Linked DNA regions of Mus musculus: regions 2 and 3 are each linked to region 1. A link is a contact called in public Hi-C data. All regions are on one chromosome and are shown on one strand. Each heading gives the region's core, a stretch centred on a gene start, on an enhancer-like site or on the middle of the called end of the contact. The rest is flanking DNA. Distances are from core to core; before and after follow the strand shown. Region 1 has its middle 13 kb from the start of Gm39351. Region 2 holds the start of A730043L09Rik (RIKEN cDNA A730043L09 gene). Region 3 has its middle 21 kb from the start of A730043L09Rik.

Region 1 (4,642 bases), core at 921-3,420:
TAAGAGAGCTAGGAAGATGGTTCCGTGGGGGAAAACATTTGCTAGGCAAACACAAGAACCTGACTCTGACTTCCCAGAACCCACACAGAGCTGAACATGCGAGCTTGCATTTGTAATCCCAGAGCTCCTACGCTGGGAAGGGAAGCTAACCAGGAAGCTGAGACTGGATATTTCCCAGAAACTCTCAGCCGGCTAGCTCCTCAGCCTCACTGACAAACTTGTAAGAGGCCCTGTATCAAATAAGGGGGAAGGCTCTTCATATGTGACTTGGCACATGTGTGCCCATACACAAACACACCACACACAGGCAGGCAGGCAGACAGACAGACAGACAGACACACACACACCATGTATACCACAACATGCATACATACTCGAAAATAAAAGAAGCTGGGATGAGAGCTTTGGGACTTTACTTTTGCTTCCTCTTAGATGCTTCTGCACTAGGACCAAGCTCACTGTTCTGGGGACAGCCCTGGAATCCTGACCAGGCCCACTATTCTGCAGATGGCCCTGAAATCCTACCCTGACCTCATGGGGTGAACTGTAGATCAGCCAGCCAGCCAATCAGTTGACGAACGGGCCTGTATTGAGTACTTGAGTTGTTCTGAGGAAGTGCTCGAATGCTGCCCTCGAGGTTGTTTCGAGGGAGAAAATGTCATTGTGCATTTAAAAAGAGCCACTCTTGACAGCAGACCATGGCTTTAAACAGCAAAGGAAAGTGGAACAGAACATCGGAGGTTTAGGTGACTACCCTTATTAGGAAAGAACTGGCCAGGTGATAGCCCGAGCAAAGCCACTTAGCCATAGAACTGAGCTATCAAGGCAGTAGCCTGGTCCAAGAGCCACATCTGCCATGAGCACAGGCAGCCAGCATACAAAGAAGACACCTAGAGCTGTGACTTGCTGCTTAGGCTTACAAGCGTCCCCTGTGAATTGCTAGTGCTCCAGCCCACTTGGGAAGTTGGTGTGTTTGCAAGGTCTTCCTGGCTGCCTGCCTACTCTGTCCCTATTGGGATGATAGCACAAAGGAATTGTTTTGCTTCTGAGCTGGTGGTCTCCAGGAAGTTTTATGTGTGTATATAGTTAGCCACAGGGCATCGATTCTTTCTTGGCTAATACAAAGGCAGACAGTTTTATGCTGAGCTGATCAGTGACCAGTCCGAGACTGCTTTTCATCCATACATGAGAAATCAATTAGTCATTCTGCACCCACAGAGGGGAGGAACAGGAGAGTGACCCCAAGCAATTCCCAGGAGACGCTTGTAAGCCTAAGCAGCAAGTGAGGGAGTCACGGATCTCACTTCTGGGGAAGGCTTATGCAGTGTAGACACTCAACCTGCAAAACAACCCTTGTGGGTTACTGTTATTATCACCACATTCTATGTTATGATACATCCCCTGTCTTCTTTAGGGAAGATACACAATTTCTGGGGCTGGGGAGATGGCTCACTTGGGGAAGTGTTTGCATGAGTAAACACGTGTAAATGTGAGGACCCGATTTTGATCCCCAGAGCCTATATTAAAAGCCAGGCACAGTAGCATACATTTGTGATCCCAGTGCTGGAGAGGCAGAGACAGGAGGACCTTGGGGTCTGCTGGCCAATTAATCTAGCTATATCAGAAAGCTCCAGGTTTACTAAGAGTCCCTGTCGCAATATATAGGGTGGAAAGTGATCAGAGGGGATACATGACTTGACTTCTGGCCCCCACACGCATATGCATCTCTATCTCTATCTCTATCTCTATCTCTATCTCTATCTCTATCTCTATCTCTATCTCCATTGTCCTGTTTCTCTTTTGCTGCTCAAGGGCATGGGATGAGGCTCAGGCTCCTCATCTGTAAAATAGGAGCTGGGATTGAGGAACGGAGAAGGCTTTCTTCAGTCTCTTGGATTTGGTGATTCCTCTCATGGCCTTGACCTTGGCTTCTAGGGCCTAAGCTGGCTGCTCAGATCTTGTTCTCTCATTAGTCCTTATGTTAGCAGGCACTAGCTCAAAGACTACCCAACGCTGGGCTCTCCCACCCTGCCTCAGGGCCATCTTGAGCATCTGCCATCACTTCCTGCTTCTTGGCATGCACCGGGCACAAGGGGTGCCACCCTGTGGTGCCCGGCCAAAAGGCCAGAGCAGGGCAGATGGCAAACAGAGCTGTCACTCGCCACCCTCGTGTTGGCTGAAGTCTTGCTGGGCTGGCATCCACCCTGCCACTCAGTTCTGCCAAATGGCCTTTACAGACGGAGCCCTGACAAGAGAATATAGTTTCTGTTTCTCATGGCTTTTGATCTTCCAGCTGGATGAGGACGCCCAGCTCCTTCTCTGCTTCTAATGTTCTTGGGTATTGATTGCATCAGACACATGAGAGGCTTGATGGTATTCTACCCTGCTCCCGCTGGTCAGGAGGGCTGGATCCACAGTGGAGTCTAAGTCCAGGGCCAGGAGAGATTTAGCATGGCCACAGGGTATTGCGGGAATGTCGGGCTAGAGTCTGGATCTTTATCTTTTCCTGCTCATCTCTCTCAGAGATCATTCCGCAATAGAGGTGGGAATAAATGATCTCTGGGGGAAGTCCCACCTGCTGCCTCTGTCTCTGTCTGTCTATCTGTGTGTGTGTGTCTGTGTTTCTCTCTGTCTGTCTGTCTCTTTCTCTCTCTGTATGTCTGCCTCTCTGTATGTCTCTGTCTGTCTCTGTCTCTCTCTTTTCCTCTCTGCCTATCTATCTCTCTGTCTCTATCTCTGTCTCTTTCTGCCTGTGTCTCTCTGTCTGTCTCTCTCTTTCTCTGTCTGTCTGTCTTTCTTGTCTGTCTATCTCTATCTCTGTCTCTCTCTTTCTCTCTCTCTGCCTGTGTCTCTCTGTCTATCTCTGTCTCTCTGTCTCTCTCTGTGTGTGTTTGTGTGTATGTGTAGGTTAGAGGCCAACTTCAGTTGTCATTCTCAGGTGCCATCTGCCTTGTCTTTTGAACCAAGGGTCTCCTAGTGGCTCAGGGCTTGCTGCCCAGGCTGGGCTAGTGGAGTACCAAGCTCCAGGGAGCCACCCGTCTCCACTTCCCTGGCACTGGGTTTACAAGCACACACCACTATGCTTGATTTTTTTTTTTTTTTAATATATGGGTTCTGGGGAACTGAACTCAGGTCCTTCTCCTCATGCTTACGTGGCAAGCCCTTTACTAAGTTAGCTCCCCAGCCTTAAACAAAACTTTATTAGTACATGGCCATGCTTGCTGGTTGAAGCTGCACAATAAAGATGAATTGTTGCAACAGAGGCCACATGTGGCCTCCAAGACCTAAAATGTTTGGTATCTGGCCCTTTGGAGCAGAAGCCAGGCAAGACCTGCTCCCCATATCTCTTCGCTCAGTCACAGGGGTTATAGACATGCCTGCTGCTTTCTGTTTAGTTACAGCTGTTTAATAATACAGACCTTATAGGGTCAGGAGTGAGTCAGACCTCAGAAGTGTTGGGCCTGTGGTTTCCTTTACCTTGCATGCATGGCTAGAATGGCATGTGTCACCCTGGTGGGTCTGGGGCAGCATCCCACAATCAAATACATTTCTTTGTTTTAAAATCTATTTTTTTTTAGATTTCTTTTTTATTTTATATGTATGTCACATGTGGGTGCTGGGACCTGAACTCAAGTCCCTGCAAGAGCAGTGTGCGCTCTTAATTACTGAGCTATTCCTAAGCCTCACAGGATTTTTTTTCCTAGAGTGAGAGAAATGCTCCTACTTTATAAATAAAACCACGAGCAGATTCCCATAAATTTAGGCCAGTTTCTATGACAAAATGTATACATGTTGCATGAAAGGTGGTTTCCAAACGAGTTACATAGGCCACTTTGGAGACCTTAAGAACTTTAGACTAGAAGGCCATTTGGAATGGTCCTGTACGTTAGATGAGGAAGCAGAGGCTGGGAAGGTTCATGCTGAGGTTCTCTAGTTGGTAAAGAATGCGCTTAGACCCTCACTGAAACCTGATTTGCCTCTGAATTTATTTCCCAGCCCCCTAGAAGGCCCAAGTTTCATTCTATCCGCTCCCATGTCACCTTGCACAAAACTTCCCTGGGAAGGAAAACCTACACTTACCTCTAACCTTTCCAGGAGTTCTTTGCCTCAAAATCCAGTACTTAATTACCTGTTAACTGGTGAGATCATACCTCAGTGGTCTATTTGAGGATGGAGCCTGGGAATTCATCTTTTCTGGTCTTCTCCAAAGGGCTGAGTGCTCAGTCTCTGGTGATGATCCATTACTAACTACAGAAGGCATAAAGCAAAGGACTTGGGAGGTGGCTCAGTCTATAAGTACAGGCAAGAGGACCTGAGTGCCATCCCTAGCACCTGTGTAAAAGAACCAGATGTGGCAGCATGAGCCTGTGATCTCTGTCCTTGGGAGACAGACACAGGAGGGTCCCTGAGGGTTTGCTGTTAGCTAGTCTACTGAATTGGTGAGTTCTAGATTGAATGAGAGGCTCTGTCTAAGAAAAAAAAAAGCATGGGAAACAATTTAGAAGAACATCTGATGTCAACCTCTGGAACACACACACACACAGACTGGCAGACATAGATACGTAAACACAAACACACAGATACATATACATATACACACATATAGACAGACACATACACAGACATACACAGAGATAGACAG
Region 2 (4,642 bases), core at 1,507-4,006, 91 kb before region 1:
CCATGTGGTTGCTGGGAATTGAACTCAGGACCTCTGGTAGAGCAGTCAAGTGCTCTTAACCACTGAGCCATCTCTCCAGCCCTGCTTTGATATTCTTGAGAGCATTTGGAAGAGAGCTGGTGTGGGTGTTTAGACTGGTAGAGTTCATTGGAAACAGACTCTGTGTGGCTTTTTAATTAATCTCAAGATTGTCATGAGTGGATTCAAATTCCTTTGATAAACACAGCTTATAAGTTCAAGTAAACAGACACAATTTCTCACAAGAAACAGTTAAACAGATGTCATTTTCAATAACAAACATCCAAAGGCTTAAACTCCAGCCAGCAGTCTTTGAGAGATAAACCTTAGGATATTGCAAAGAAGCTCTGCCCTTTCTGGTAAATAACAACCACGGCAAATATTTGCAGGGTGCTGGCTTTGCTCTGTGTGCGTCTACGTATATGAATCCATTAGAAACCCCATTTTGTAACAGCGAGCCAGAAGCAAAGGCTCGATGTAATTTAAAATGCCTAGCTGCCGGCATACGAATACTCGCAGCCCGCTTCTCCCTGATCTGAATAAACACAGGGTAAAGCAGACGCAGAGCTTCGCTCTCCCCAAGCCGCTTGAGCCAACAGCTTTATTACATTGAACCTTCTTCTGAGATTTCTCATTAATCACAGCTGAAGCGCGTAGCCTCTGATCTTAACTTTAATTATGAAACCTTGAGGTTCGGTGGTTTTCAATTTCCAATTTCTCTAGTTTGAGCTTCATTCACCCTGAGCTGGAATCTGTATTTTGTCCTTAGAGGACAATAGGTGCAGGGCATGTACTTCCTGCTCTTCCTGTTTCCTCCCTGATAGGATACAGATGCTTGTATTATCTACCTGTAGCTCGCTCTCCAGGACTGAGCTGTCGGAGCCGGGCATGATAAGAGTGCTTGCTTAGAGGGCATTTTGATTCCAGCCCTGCTAAAAACGAGAAGAAGGACTCTATCTATCATGGGCCTTGGTAGGGGTAGTCTTACTGGAATGAGGTAAAGCCCTGCAGCCTGCAGGGGGCAGTGAGGCTGAGTCCAAGGTTGCAACAAGAAATACAGAAATACGGGCCAAGCAGCCAAGCTGTGATACTAATTTTATAGCCAAAGTTCAGACAGCTCTGTGATGTGCATCTATGATGTTTTCCTCCTCTGTGTGTGCACGTGTGTCTGTCTGTCTGTCTATCTTGGTCCCTTGCCCTCCTTTTACCCATGCCTCATTGATCTTCTGAGAAGCGAGATGCAGACAATACCTTTCTGCATCCAGTCATCTGGTTTACATACCTAAGAATCCAGCCACCTGGGACGTAGCCACCCTGACAACCTCTCCTCGTCAGTCTTTTCCACTGGGACCGAGGCTAATCACATGCCCTGGTTGTTCCAGTGAAGGTGGTTGGAAAAGAGGGGCTCACTCGCACGAAGCTTCGCCTGTTGGAGCTGGGGCCAGGCCTGGTGCTAGGGCCTTCCCCACAGTCTCCAGTAATCGAAGGTGGGACAGTGGGTAAAAGCACTTGCCACATGTGTATGAGGTTCCAAATTTGGACCCCCTAGAGCCCACACAAAGGCAGACATGATAGCACATGTCTGTAATCCCAGTTGCCTTAGGGCAAGACAAGAGATGGAGTCAGGAGACTCCCCGAAAGCTGCAGGTGCACTCTGCTCTTGGACTGAATATTCAGTTTGAGCCTCTGCTTCAGGTTCCCCCCTATGGGAATTTTCTCCCCTGCTGTGATGGGCTGGACCTCAAACTGGGAGTCAGAATAAACCCATCCTTCTTCAAGTTGTCTTTGCCAGGGTCTTTTCTATCAACGAACTGGAAAACAACCATCTAGTTATGCGCCTGTTGCTGTAATAAAGCACTTTGGGAGGGAAAGGGTTTATTTCATCTTACAGTTCTACATTGTAGTGTGTCAGTCACCAAAGGAAGTCAGGGCAGGGACAAGAGGCAGGGACTGAAGCACAGCCTGTGGAGGAGGGCTGCTTTCTGGCTTGCTCCCCACAGCCTGCTCAGCCCATTATTTTTAATACAATCCAGGACCTCTAGCCCAGGGGCGGCATAACCCACAGAGGGCTGGGTCCTCCCACATTAATCATTAATCAAGAAAATGCCCCATAGGATTATGTATAGGCTAATATCACAGGGCACTTTGCTAGTGCAAGTCTCTCTTCCCAGATGAATGAAGTCTGTGTCAAGTTGACATACAACTAACCCGGAAAGGAGCTAAGACACTGGTCATAGGTGAAAGAACTTGGTCGGAAGAATTGAGTGTCCTTCTGTCCCCCATGACTAATCGAAAGTGCCCTTTGCTTTCTCTATAGGCAGACTCCAGTTGTCCACAAGAGGGCGCTGTAGAACCAGGGAATCTCCGGAGGCTTCACTTCACTTCACCCGGAGGCAGGATCGTTCCTAAAGGGTTTAAATGGAATGAAAGAGGGCCTGGAGGACGCACCCTGTTACAGACTCTCTGCTTCAGGCAGCACCTCCAGGCTCAGTCTCTGACCATCTGTGGGTATCTGTCCTTCTTCTCTGTAAGCTGTGAACTTCCCAGGGTCTGACCTGTGGTGCCGGAGACCTAGCACGCGTGAGGTGGACAGGCCTAAGCTGGCTGAGAGTGTCACTGGAGCACGGGAGTACTGAAACGTACGAGCTCTGGAAAGGAGTGCAGCACATCAAGTTGTCAGCTGGGATCTGGAGACCAGGAGTGCAAACACAGCGGGCGGAGTGACGCTGCCAGAGCCATTCTGCTCTGAGAGACAGCAGGCATTAGCAAAACCAACCGTTAGGTGCACAAGTGCCGTTTGTTAATGCGCTGGGAGCCAGAGGACACTGATGGGAGGAGAGGTCACACAAGCTTTACTGAGAAGTGTCACTAGCCTGGCAGACAAGACTGAAAAGGTGGGGGGCGGTGTTAGGGACAGCAGCAGAGATTGTCCCTGTGCAAACACCTGGTCAGCAGTCGGGTCACTGGACTGACATAGTTTCTGCTGTGCTGTGCTTGGAGATGTGCCTCTCTGAGCCATCACTTTACCATCCACAGAGTGAACAAATCGATGTGTGTCGGGTGCAGACGTCGAAGCCCACGCCTGTAATCCAGCACGTGTGGATATGAAGGCAGAAGAATCAGAAATGGAAGGCCAGTCTCAGCGCCGTGGTGAGTTCAAGGTCAGAGTGGGCTACATGAGATCCTTCCTCAAAAAAAAAAAAAAAATTGATGTTTTTGTGGCAAAAGGTATATTTTTTTAAAAAAAGAAACCCCAATAGAACATTATGTTTAAAAAAGACTATCTGACATGCCTGTTCACGTGACAGAAAAATAAATGACGGGCCAGAGAGATGGCTCAGCAGATGAAGGTACTCGCCACCAACACTGACGACCAGAGTGCCACTCCAGGACCCAGATGGTGGAAAGAGAGAACCAGCTGCTTAGGACTGTTCTCTGACCTCCACATGCCCTCCCCCCTTTCCCTTTTCTCCGTCCCCCTCTTTCCCACTCCTACATGATTCTCTCACCCATGGGGGGGGGGCCCAGCCCGGTGACCATACCCTACTCAGGGTTTCCTTCTCCCGTGGCCCCCAATCACAGGGATGCAGTGAGCATCCAACAGTCTGGCTCCAGTTCAGATATTAAAGCGCCATCTTTAGGAACTGTCCCAGGTAGCTGCCAAGGGTACCCTATCTCCCCACCCTCTGCTTTCACCTGAGCTCCTTATCCTGGGCACATGCTGGAGACATGCTCAGCAGTCATGAGCACGGCTGTTCTTCCAGAGGACCAGGGTTTGGTTCTTGGTACCCATAGCTGGTGGTTCACAAAGCCTGTGACTCCAGTTCCAGGGGATCCTATGGTCTCTCCTGGCCTCTGTGGGCAGCACCACACACACTCTTGTTACACACATTGTGGTGGTTTGAATGAAAATGGCTCCCATAGGCTCAGAGGGAGTGCCACTGTTAGGAGATGTAGCCTTATTAAAGTAGATATGGCCTTGCTGGAGGAAGTGTGTCACTGGGGGTGGGCTTTGAGGTTTCAGATGCTCAAGCCAGGCTCAGTCACACTCTCTCTTCCTGCTGCCTGTGGATCCAGGTGTAGAACTCTCAGCTACTTCTCCAGTGCGTCTGCCTATATGCCTCTGTGCTTCCCACCATGGTGACAATGGACAAAACCTCTGAGCTATAAGCCAGCTTCCTTTATAAGTGTTGCCATGGTCATAGTGTCTCTTCGAAGCAATGGAAGCCCCATATAAGACACACATAAATAAAAAATAAAACCTTAAGACTTTAGCCAGGAGTTACTCATGATGATATTTTAAATCCATATACTTATGCATGGCTTATGTAATATTTTTTAAATAAACAAATGTAGAGATGGTAATGTCACCTGAGATCTCCAATACTGGATGGGGGGAGATAGCTCAATAGGTAACGCCACTGCTGTACAACCATGAGTACCTGAGGAAAAATAGCTGTGTATGGTGGGGTGCACCTGTCCCCCCACTGCACTGGGGACCCCGGGAGGTTATTGACCAATAACCTGAACTATCTCCAGATTCAATGAGGGACCCTGACACCAAACATAAGGAGGAGAGTGACAGAGAAAGGCATGTGACATCAGAACCTGGCCTCACTCGGCC
Region 3 (4,642 bases), core at 1,294-3,793, 69 kb before region 1:
TATCTCCTTGTACAAAGCTCAAGTCTAAGTGGATCAAAGACCTCCACATAAAACCAGAGACACTGAAATTTATAGATAAGAAAGTGGGGAAAAGTCTCGAAGATATGGGCACAGGGGAAAAATTCCTAAACAGGACAGCAATGGCTTGTACTGCAAGATCAAGAATTTTTTGACAAATGGGACCTCATAAAATTGCAAAGCGTCTGTAAGGCAAAAGACACTGTCAATAAGACAAAAAGGCCACCAACAGATTGGGAAAGGATTTTTACCAATCCTACATCTGATAGGGGACTAATATCTAATATATACAAAGAGTTCAAGAAGCTGGACTCCAGAAATTCAAATAACCCCATTAAAAATGGGGTAATAGCTAAACAAAGAATTCTCAACTGAGAAATACCGAATGGCTGAGAAGCACCTGAAAAACTGTTCAACATCCTTAATCATCAGGGAAATGCAAATCAACAACCCTGAGATTCCACCTTACACCAGTCAGAATGGCTAAGATAAAAAATTCAGGTGACAGCAGATGCTGGCGAGGATGTGGAGAAAGAGGAACACTTCTCCATTGCTGGTGGGATTGCAAGCTTATACAACCACTCTGGAAATCAGTCTGGAGGTTTCTCAGAAAATTGGACATAGTACTACCGGAAGATCCAGCAATACCTCTCCTGGGCATACACCCAGAAGATGTTCCAACTGGTAATAAGGACACATGCTCCACTATGTTCATAGCAGCCCTATTTATAATAGCCTGAAGCTGGAAAAAACCCAGATGTCCCTCAACAGAGGAATGGATACAGAAAATGTGATACATTTACACAATGGAGTACTACTCAGCTATTAAAAACAATGAATTTATGAATTTCTTGGGCAAATGGAGGTATCCGGAGGATATCATCCTGAGTGAGGTAACCCAATCACAAAAGAAGTCACTAGATATGCACTCACTGATAAGTGATATTAGCCCAGAAACTTAGAATACCCAAGATACAACTTGCAAAACACAAGAAAATCAAGAAGGAGGATCAACGGGTGGATACTTCATTCCTCCTTAGAATAGGGAACAAAATACCCATGAAAGGAGTTACAGAGACAAAGTTTGGAGCTATGATGAAAGGATGGACTATCCAGAGACTACTCCACCCGGGGATCCATCCCATAATCAGCCACCAAACCCAGACACTATTGCATATGTCAGCAAGATTTTGCTGAAAGGACCCTGATATAGCTGTTTTGAGTGAGGCTATGCCAGTGCCTGGCAAATATAGAAGTGGATGCTCACAGTCATCTATAGGATGGAACACAGGGCCCCCAATGGAGGAGTTAGAGAAAGTACCCAAGGAGCTGAAGGGATCTGTAACCCTATAGGTAGAACAACAAGATGAACTAACCAGTACCCCCAGAGCTCATGTCTCTAGCTGCATATGTAGCAGAAGATGGCCTAGTCGACCATCACTGGGACGAGAGGCCCCTAGGTTTTGCAAACTTTATAATGCCCCAGTACAGGGGAACGGCAGGGCCAAGAATTGGGAGTGGGTGGGTAGGGGAGCATGGCAGGGGAGGGAATAGGGAACTTGCATTTGAAATGTATATAAAGAAAATATCTAATAAAATAAAATTAAAAAAATAAAAGAAAATAATAATAAAAAAGATATCATCTCTGCTGATCCTGGTTTCTATAGCATTTTGAAGGTGAAGAGACTCCAGTGTTAAGTTAGTAACTGGCTAATGTAGTAGAGCAGTGGAGTTCATCTAACCCTAAATAATGTTTACAAAATGACTAAAGTGCTTAGTCTACAGAGACTGAGGTCCTGGGCTGCGGCTGCAGAGGAGGATGGAGGGCTTGCTTAGCATGCACAAAGCCCTGGGACCCATCCACAGCACTGCATCAACTGACCTAGTGTGGTGGTACATCTATAATCCTAGTACCTCAAGAGTGGGTGACAAAGGCAGGAAGATCAGAAGTTTAAGGTCACCCCAATTACATAGCCAGTTGGAGAACAGCCTGGACTATAGGAGAACCTGCTTCAAAAAAGAACCACAGCAAAAAACTGTGATACCCAAAGGTGAAATTCCTGGCAGGGTATCTTAGCAATGACCTCAATTCCTCAATAGAAACTCTAAAAACTCGGAAGGCATGGAATGATGTATTTCAAATTCAGAAATACAAAGACTACCAGCCCAGATTACTTTGTCAAGCAAAGGCACCCTTCATAAATAAAGGGGGAAAAAACCTTCCCATGATGAACAGAAAGTAAAAGAATCCACTTAGACAATGCTATGGAAGATACGTGAAGGAGCTTGACATATAGAACATATAGAAACATCTATGAGGTCACAGTAAAGCACAAGCTGCCTTAGAGCACTAAATAAGAAAATAGCAAACATAAAACCATCAAAGACGGTTCAACACACACAAATCAATAAATGTGTGCATTGAACTTTGGCCTCTAACGTTCTCCTTGGCTTAAAGAATGCAGCCACACCGACTGCGTTTGGTGGGTGTGACTGATTGACTTTCAGTGAACAGGAGGCCCAGCGGGAGGGCTGCTCAGGAGGGCTTGTTCCTTCCACCGCATGCCGCTCCTTGCTGGCGTCTCACACCACAGTCGTCTGGTTTTGAGCAATCTGTTCCTGGAAAGCAGAGGGAAGGAACAGATTGACTCATAGCCTGTGTGTGGCCAAGCGATTTATTTTTAATGTGACTAAACAAGACACACACCTGCCTATGGAAACACAGTCACATTGATGCATTGATGCATCGGGGACTCAGATGGCCATTCAGGCAAGGAAAAGACTGAGGAGGCAGAAAAGAAGTGGGCTAAAGAGAGAGGAGGAATGGGAGAACAGACAAAGAAAGAAGAGAACAGAAGAGAGGAGGGAGGAAGGGGAGGTGGGGGAGGGAGAGAAGAGAAGAGGGGAGGAGAAGAGAGAGAAGATATAGTCTGGGCTAGCTCCTAACAGATGAGTAGCATCGCAAGTGCCCCATATGCCCTTGACTTACCCTTACTGGTACTTAAAATCTCATACTTAGACTGCCTCACCTGTGACTTCACCACAGGCAGCACGCCCCACCCACACAGTGCCAAAGCAGTGGGAGATGCAGATCACTAGACTCCACCCACCATATACACCTCAGCAGGAAAGTACTTGGGAAATAGTTTATGAAGTTGTTTTTCTTTCCTTTTCTTTTCTCTTCTTTTCTTTTTCCTTTAGAGGCATGGAAGCATAAAAGCAAAGTTGATGAGAGCCACTAGCAGCAGGGAAAGGCACAGAGGCACTGTGAAGATAGCTTATTGCTAAGAGCTTGCTTTAGCATGAGGACCTGAATTTAATCCCCAGCAACCAGATGAAAAGGTCAGCCAAGCCGGCACATGCTGATGATGCCAGCAGTGGGAGGCCGGCACAGGTAAAATCCTGAGGTCAGCCAGCCTAGCCTACTTGGAGAAAATCTGTCTCAAACAAACAAACAAACAAACCAAAATCAGCCAACCAACCAAACCAAACCAACCCAACCCAAAACCCTCAAGGTGAATGGCTTCTGAGGATATACCACACACACACACACACACACACACACACACACACACACACACACACACATTCAGGCAGAGAGAAATATACATGCTTTTGACACTCTTCTTCACAATTTTCCTGTTACCACCCGCATCTAAGTATGTGGCACAGGCCATGTGGGTACCACTGTTAACACACAGACCTGGAGTCACATTATAGAGTTGCCGTTCTACAGAGAGGGGATGGATTTCCAGGGGTGTGTACTCTCAACCCTATTTCAGTCAGGTCTCTCAAAGATCTACTGCCCCAGCACAATGTCTGGCATGTAATAAACCCCAGTTGACATACGAAATGGCTGGGAGGAGACATGAGTGTACATGGTCTCACTCCAACCTGCTCCGAAATATTCCACCCACTTCTCTCCAGAGCAGCCTAGGAAACCCGTGGCTTTGGGAAGCTAAGTGCCCCCCTCCCCCACCCCCACCCCCACCCCCCAGCCCAGTTCTCCCCTCTGCTCCCTGAGTTAGAACCACTCTGCTAGTATCTGCATGAGCTGGCAACCAGATCAATCCCCTCCGTATGCTGCCCTTCCTTCCAATGCGCCCTCTCCTTGGTGAAGCTGGGATGCTCCTGAAGGTAAGTGTGACCCGCCCCCGCTGCGGTCTCCTGGTTGGGTTCACAGCTGGAGGCATTCATTCTCCATAGCAACAGCCCATCTTGGTGTCTTCTGGTAATTTTTTCTTTTCTTTTAGCGATTTCATTTCGAGCTCCTCAGCCTGCTTCAGTAGTGTTACAAAAAGAAAAAAACAAAAATGATTATAAAGTCCTCAGCCCATCGGACAGAAAGATCCAGGATGTGCGAGAAGAAATGGATATTCAATCATGGTGGTGAAGCCCCATTACAAGTCTCTACAAGAATTGTCTACAGACACATGTGTGGTATTCCACTGGTCTCCCTAAAAGAACATAGAAAGAAGCAACCCTCCCCAACCGTAACTAACAACCAGCACCCACTGGCCAGATATGTGAGGAAGAGGTTGCCCTGTCCTGGTCAAATCTCAGTAGGGGCAGTGCTCCATAAAGAAGCTTAAGTGCACCCATGTGAAAAGCGCTGCGTGGGAAG

The links. Hi-C and Micro-C count contacts between places; a contact is called where the count stands out from the background.
Region 2: a contact with region 1 is called in a Hi-C map of the N1E-115 cell line, with 9 times the contacts expected there. The contact joins the promoter of A730043L09Rik here to the enhancer-like site in region 1. A contact is called at or near these places in 6 of 39 promoter capture datasets (cranial neural crest, embryonic stem cells, epiblast stem cells and 2 more), 1 of 15 datasets of contacts at CTCF or cohesin (embryonic stem cells), 20 of 484 Hi-C or Micro-C datasets (the G1E-ER4 cell line, the N1E-115 cell line, Th1 cells and 10 more), 3 of 115 datasets of contacts at active chromatin or transcription factors (differentiating embryonic stem cells, embryonic stem cells and intestinal villus epithelium) and 1 of 9 other capture datasets (embryonic stem cells).
Region 3: a contact with region 1 is called in a Hi-C map of cerebellum, with 1.8 times the contacts expected there. The contact joins two enhancer-like sites. A contact is called at or near these places in 10 of 484 Hi-C or Micro-C datasets (Th1 cells, bone marrow-derived macrophages, cerebellum and 6 more), 2 of 115 datasets of contacts at active chromatin or transcription factors (embryonic stem cells and intestinal villus epithelium) and 1 of 9 other capture datasets (embryonic stem cells).

The regions. Positions count from the first base shown.
Region 1 is chr9:62,151,064-62,155,705 of GRCm38.p6, reverse strand. No RefSeq gene overlaps it. Among named protein-coding and RNA genes, the nearest start is that of Gm39351, 13 kb to the right of the region's middle. Within about 2 kb of position 2,170, at least 22 of the 459 cell types and tissues checked have an H3K27ac peak or open chromatin away from gene starts, as enhancers often do. A contact at or near this core is called in the N1E-115 cell line, cerebellar granule neurons, cerebellum and 2 more, where this site is marked.
Region 2 is chr9:62,242,214-62,246,855 of GRCm38.p6, reverse strand. It overlaps A730043L09Rik (RIKEN cDNA A730043L09 gene), which reads left to right and starts at 2,756. Exons shown (of 3, transcript NR_040769.1): 1 at 2,756-2,912; 2 at 3,055-3,168; 3 at 3,327-4,260.
Region 3 is chr9:62,220,657-62,225,298 of GRCm38.p6, reverse strand. No RefSeq gene overlaps it. Among named protein-coding and RNA genes, the nearest start is that of A730043L09Rik, 21 kb to the left of the region's middle. Within about 2 kb of position 2,543, at least 35 of the 459 cell types and tissues checked have an H3K27ac peak or open chromatin away from gene starts, as enhancers often do. A contact at or near this core is called in cerebellum, where this site is marked.